2 separate regions of the Oryza sativa genome follow, and region 2 is linked to region 1. Evidence: chromatin contacts called from public HiCAR-type data. All regions are on one chromosome and are shown on one strand. Each heading gives the region's core, a stretch centred on a gene start, on an enhancer-like site or on the middle of the called end of the contact. The rest is flanking DNA. Distances are from core to core; before and after follow the strand shown. Region 1 holds the start of LOC4337996 (glutamine--tRNA ligase). Region 2 holds the start of LOC4338002.

Evidence for each region. HiCAR-type assays count read pairs that join an accessible place to other places.
Region 2: a contact with region 1 is called in a HiCAR-type map of leaf, with 3 times the contacts expected there. The contact joins the promoter of LOC4338002 here to the promoter of LOC4337996 in region 1. A contact is called at or near these places in 8 of 15 Hi-C or Micro-C datasets (leaf, panicle, seedling and 1 more) and 1 of 4 datasets of contacts at active chromatin or transcription factors (leaf).

The regions. Positions count from the first base shown.
Region 1 is chr5:4,998,820-5,002,075 of ASM3414082v1, forward strand. LOC4337996 (glutamine--tRNA ligase) reads right to left here and starts at 1,960. Exons shown (of 22, transcript XM_015784471.3): 1 at 1,787-1,960; 2 at 1,662-1,709; 3 at 1,480-1,551; 4 at 1,288-1,387; 5 at 929-1,024; 6 at 751-812; 7 at 539-640; 8 at 356-448; 9 at 102-254; 10 at 1-9. The coding sequence starts at 1,930.
Region 2 is chr5:5,256,551-5,260,160 of ASM3414082v1, forward strand. LOC4338002 reads left to right here and starts at 1,264. Exons shown (of 22, transcript XM_015784924.3): 1 at 1,264-2,322; 2 at 3,417-3,532. The coding sequence starts at 1,475.

The DNA.
Region 1 (3,256 bases), core at 710-3,209:
AAACATAGCCTGTGCATCAAAAATCTTGTAAGCATCATTTCAGATTTTGAGAAACCAGCATTTGCAGAATTGACATCACAGGTGAAAGGGATAGTCACAACCTTAGCATGACCAATATGAAGGTAGCCATTAGGCTCTGGGGGAAAGCGGGTCATCACTTTTCCTCCAGTTGCTTTAAGATGTTTCTCTAAAATGTCCTTTCTGTTGTGTGCTCTCCATATATTTCCATCGCTGAAGAAAATTTCTGTATGGACCTACTCGTAAAGAACAATTTTCAGCTTCAAGGCCATTAGAGAATTCTTTATTTTGAGGAATATGGAGTATCATTGCATATCCTATATAACAATCATCTTACCTTTAAGTTTTCCTCCGGTTGAGGAAATATGGAGTAGGGATTAAGTTCTTCCTCAGATGGTGGAGCAGGAGCAGCTACCGCAGTTTTTTTCTCCTATATTTTGTCAGAAACAAAACTGGATGAGGCAGAGCTAATAACTAAACAGTCCTGCCATAAAACTTGATTGAATTTCAGGTAACAAACCTCAACTTTTGCGGGCTTCTCCTTCTTCTTTTTCACAGGCTTTACATTGTCAGCTTCTGTCTTTGGACCAAGAATCTCTGTAAGCCTTTTATCAATTTCCTCCTGTAGATTAACAGAAGTAATTAGTACAAGCCATATCACAAAGTTACTAGTAATAAATAGTAGCAATTAAACAAAAAACTCCATAATTTCAGCCATGAAATGTATTAAACCTTTATGAACTTAGCATCGCCCCAGGGGTGCCACTTCCTAACCTGTCCGCACAAGCTGCCAACTGGAAAACAAGAAAGTCAGGAGCAAATGATGCCCAGCTTTCCCGACATCACAAATCGAAAGATAAAACAAAACCATCAATAACAAAGTAAAATGAAAATGAAGCAGAAAACAAACCATTTATATGATATCGCTGTTCAACTATGGCTTCCATGTTTTCCTTCAGGATATCAGTGACCATTGACTGAATCTCTTCAGTTGAAACAACCACCCCTGCAGGGGAAAAAAACGCAGGCCCTTAAACAACAGTGAGCTGAAAATGGGCATTTGAAGGACTATTGATTTATCAGCCAACTATAGTATGTGCAAAATAAATTGTGGTTGACTCTTATCAACATAAGAGTTGTTTTAGCCCTGCAAGGTATGAATTCATCAACTTTTCAAAAGCTTGTGGCACTACAGCTTTCAAGCTTTAGTACTGTAGAAGATGAGAAATCATATAAATATAAATGTAATTTCAACCAGACAGAACGTACCCACTCCACATGTCTCTTCAAACTTTGCTGTGTCCAATGGATCAGGACCCAAAGTAGAAAGAAACGACAGAGCAGCATCTAATTGCGCGGGGGTCTTGATCTGGAAACCACAATTTGTCAAGTTCACAACACTTACGAACTCAGCCACACAGCAGCAGTGTTTACAACACAATCACACACAACAGAACTCACCTTTGACGACACAATGTATTGGATGACAACGGGACGATGCACCAGGGCATTCGCCGGATACTTCGTCGCGACCTACTCCAATGCGCAACCAATTAACACACAAACTAACTATCACCAATTCACAGATTTTAATTAGATCAATACTACTATCATATAATAACTCAGCAGCGACGGATGCTCACAGTGTAGAGAAGATTCCCCACAGATTTGTCACACCCACTAACACCAGCCTGCAGGCATAAGCATGGGTTAGCTAGTCCCCCAAACGCAAGGCGGCGAGACCGAAGCGGGAGGGCGGCGCGGTTACCTCGGCGATGACGGCGGTGAGGTTGGCGGTGACCTTGCGGTTGGCGAGGGCGTTCTCCGCCGTGCGCTGGTCAAGCCCGATCGCCAGGAACGACGCCAGCTCCGGCGGCGACGCCGCCGCCGCCGCCGCTTCTCCGGTCGCCATCTCCGACGGATCCCGCGGCTCAACTCCGGCGAGGAGACGAAGCGGAGGCGGCGTGAGAGAAGAGGAGGCGGGGGTGGGGCCCACTGTCAGTGTCACAGAGCGCTCAAACCCTAGCCGTGTGTAGTAGTGAGTACTACTACCGCAGGTCACTGGAGAAAAGGGGATACGAAACGCACTCCGTCCAGTGGAAAAAGAACTGGATATAATCCGGTTCGCAGTTTTGGCCGTCAGATTGGTTCACGGACGGTGGCAGATCAATCTTGGGCGCACATTGGTCGCTAGTACTACCTTTCCATGTATCGTGGGGAGATTGGGCCACTTGGCCCATTAGGAGAAGCAAGTTAGGCCCATTAATTTTCGAGTTTAGGCCCATCAGGGTAATCCCGCGCCCGCTACGATAATGACTGGTGTTCGTTTTGTTCTCAACTTAGCTGTGTTCGTTAGCTAGGGTTGGGAACCATCTCCTCTGCACGGAAAACAGAGCGGTCTATTAGCGCGTGATTAATTAAGTACTACCTCCATATTTTAATGTATGATGCCGTTGACTTTTTGTCTAACATTTGACCATTCATCTTATTCAAAAAATTTATATAACTATCATTTATTTTATTGTGACTTAATTCATCATCAAATGTTATTTAAGCATGAAATAATATTTTCGTATTTATACAAAAACTTTGAATAAAACAAATGGTCAAATGTTAGTAAAAAAATTCAACGACGTCATACATTAAAATACGGAGGGAGTATTAGCTAATTTTTTTCAAAAATGGATTTTTATTTTTTAAAGCAACTTTTGTATAGGAAGTTTTTGCAAAAAACTTACCGTTTATGAGTTTGAAAAGCGTGCGCACGGAAAACAAGGGAGAGAGGTTGGGAACAGCCTGAAACGAATGCAGCCTTATTTATGTTCCGTTTATCTAATTTATTATCTTATGGTATATGTATGTTTCGTACATGTATAAAGAAAGGTACCTAAATATTCCCTCCGTCTCAAACTATAAACATTTATAGACTTCGACACAGTTTCCGAGATGCTAATTTGACCAACAGTATCTAAAATAGTAAAACATTTTAAATAAAAAGGAGTTGCATATTATGATAGTTTGTTGAATGATAAATCTATTAACATAAATTTTACATGATTGATGTTTTAAATTTTTTTTTGTTACTAATGTTCAAAATTAAAAGATATTTGACTTGGTACTATTCTAAAATGCGCATATTTTGGAACGAAGGGAGTACTGTATAAAACATCATTTGACTATGCATAGAAAGGGATGGTCACTGCACTGCGACGCTAGATTGCCGACAAATCTATCAACA
Region 2 (3,610 bases), core at 14-2,513, 260 kb after region 1:
AGTGGTTGTCAGCTGTATTTGACCCAAGGGATGTAAGCAATAGAAGATTGTTACACTGTACTAGTAAGTAAAAAGTAAGCTTATGCACTACAAGACCACGCTGGGGTATGAAATGTAATCCGAAAAATAATGATTGTCCATGGGAGTTTAATGGGCTCAAAGTTCAAAATGTGACCACTAAACCAGCCCAAAAAGAGAGCATCGATCTGTTACTCATCAGATAAAGTCTAATTCGAGTTCCTCAAATTTATGTTGGATCTGCTTCGCGTTCCTCGACAGAAAACTAGCTATAACGAGTTCTCCTACCGTTCGGACCGATGCAAAATGACTCTTCAATGGTTTGTAAGACGATTTTGACTAATGTGACTCTTATTGGCACCTTGATATTACAACCAGTGAAAATCAAATAAAATATGCATTGGGCCCCACTGGTAAGAGACATTCATGCTCTTTGTGGGGCTGCCATGGAGCACAAAGCGTCCGTTGAGCGTCAAACTCCCGTCGCTGCACGATGGCAGTGAAGGAAGAAGAGATTGGTAAGGACCAGCACAGATAATGAGTGAGTTTGAGCCATTACCAAGTAACACAACCTTATCTTTCTTCGCCTTGAGACTACGAATAGATAAATAGTGATGATATTTATCTGAATAGGCATATTTGCAATGGCAAAGATCAAATTAACTTTTTTTTCAAAGATTAGAATAATTTGTGGAAGCAAAGAGGTGCCCGGGTTTTTTAAAAAAGGATGATACCTACAAACGATTCAACTTACAAGTAACTTAGTGATATGTGAAAACGAGAAATAGACAAATAGATACTTCCTCCATTTCATAATATAAGTCATTCTAGCATTTCTCATATTCATATTGATATTAATGAATCTAAATGTATTTCCTACATTTATATTGATGTTAATGAATCTAATATAAATGTGAGAAATGCTAGAATGACTTACATTATGAAACGGAGGGAGTACTTTGATACTTTAGTGAAAGAGAAACAAACATTTCAAATAACTGTAAGATCTTTCCAAAAGTACCAGCAAACTGACCTCTTGCTAATCTGCTACTATAAGCTGTCGTCACTTGGCACATTGCACTTTAAAAGATCATACAAAGCTATTCACTATTAGCTGCAATCAAGTGATAGAGAGAGATGGATGGTATACCCTCCTCTATGAATCAACCAAAAGCGCCACTGCCCATCCGGCCCCACCAAACCCCAGCATAGTAGTCAGTCCCCACCAACCCCTCCCCGAATCTCAAGGCAAATCGGACGGCCTATCTCCCACCGCACCACCGCCCCGCTTCGATTCCCATTAGCGACGGAAGCGGAAACCGAGCAACCACCACCAAACCCCAACCCCCCCTCGCCGTCTCCGGCGATCTCCGCCGCCGCCGCCGCCAATCCGAAACCTCGTCGAGTACCCCCCACCTACCCTCCGGGCGCTGGGTCCTCTGATGCTTCCCACCCCATGGCCACCCACATTCCCCTCGCCCGCCTCCGCCTCCGCCTCCGCCTCCCCCACCTCGCCCTCGCCCTCCTCGCCGTCGCATCGGGGAACCCTAGCCTCGGGGGTTTCGATCGGGGGGACGCGGAGGCGGAGGCGTACTCGATCCTGACCTTCCACGACTACACCCCGCCGCCGCCCCCCTCGCTGCCGCCGCCGCCGCCCGCCCCGTCGGCGACCTGCGCCGGGGACCTCCGCGGCGTGGGCGACCTCGACACCCGCTGCGTGGTCCCTGCCTCCGTGAGGCTCCGTGGCCCCGGCGTCTACATCAGCGGGAATGGGACGCTGGTGCTCGTCGACGGCGTCGCCCTCACCTGCGAGAGGCCTGGGTGCGTCGTCTCCGCCAATTTGTCCGGCGGCATCTTCTTCGGCCGTGAGGCCCGTGTCGTGGCCGGGTGGGTTTCTCTTTCAGCTACCAACATCACGCTCTCCAGTGATGCTGTAATCGACACCACCGCGCTCGCTGGCGACCCGCCTGATAAGACCAGCGGCGTGCCTACTGGGTCGTATGGTGATGGCGGTGGCCATGGCGGCCGTGGTGCTAGCTGCTACGTCAAGGAGGGGCAGGCGCAGGAGGATTCGTGGGGCGGCGATATGTACGCTTGGGCTGAACTCAAGACCCCCAATAGCTACGGGAGCAAAGGCGGTTCTACCAGCGTCGAGAAGGACTATGGTGGTGGTGGTGGGGGTGTAGTGTGGTTGTTCGCCAAGGATATTATGATGAATGGAACAATTCTTGCTAATGGAGGAGATGGTGGCACCAAAGGTGGGGGTGGCTCTGGGGGAAGCATCTATCTCAAGGCTAAAACCATGTGAGTATTTGTAATTTATATTGAAAATATGATATTAACTTTGTTGGCTAATTCGAAATCGTATAAGCAATTCATATGGTTATGACTGTTAAAGTTCAAAATTCAGGCCTCTTGGCTCTTTTTCACACTTTCACACAAAGGCAACACGAATTTATTTTTTGAAGTTTGGATAAATCATTGCTCTGCCTGTTGCCCACAATTCATATATACTTATATTTTTGTTATTTTTAATTTTACCATATTTAAAAAGTTATATATCCAATATCATATTCTGTAATAGATCATGATTCCTGTATAGGATGCACTCAACATGCACTAGCTTGTCCAATAGATGTATTAGAAATTTTACACTGGAATGGATGTAAAGCCAATAAAATTTCTTCTGTGTTGAGAATGGTACAAATTTCACATTCCAGTGCATTGGATTGAAACAGTACTTCCCAATTGAAATAAATCAGGAGGAACTATATCTGGTACTGGTATTTTAGGACCTAATAAGGATTTGAGAGAGATTGTGTATCCTTTTTTTATTTATATATGCCTAAAACTGACAGTTGCAGTGATGGGGACCAGATAAGTTTTAATTTACAATTATGTTAAGTGCTAAATCATATGATAGGATTTGTAGCCCTCGAAGATTGTATGTTGATATCTACGTATTTGGGTTACAAACACATTCTTCAGAAAGACATATTGCCAGGCAACTAATAAACAAAGGATTTTGGACTAAATGCTACTTAAACTTACTCCAGATCAGTTGCTCTAGTCTAAAATTCCACAATTATGTCATAGTGACTAGTATGAGCATGACTAGCGAAGATCAAACAATACATTCCAAGTCTCCAACGTAGAAGGAACCATGGAAGCAAAGAATTACCAAGAAGCATCAGTTATGTACATGTTAGATTATAATGCAGGTTGGCCTGACCAGCCATATTTGGAGTTTTGGACTTTTAAGTGAGCTGGTCTATGAAAACCATACTCATTGATATTTTAAAATATTAAATGAATATATATATATAACTTTTTTGTTTAAATTTCGAATTTATGTTATTTCGAACAGTTGCCTCCTCTCTGATATTTTGTTGTAACAGGCAAGGAGGTGGCACAATAAGTGCTTGCGGAGGGGATGGTTTGGCTGGGGGAGGTGGTGGGCGTGTTTCTGTTGATGTTTTCAGTAGGCATGATGACTCCCAATTTTTTGTTCATGGTAATTCACTTGATTTCATTTGTATCATGGACTACTTTTGCTCTGATAGGCTTCCAATTTTGTATCTTCACATTGATT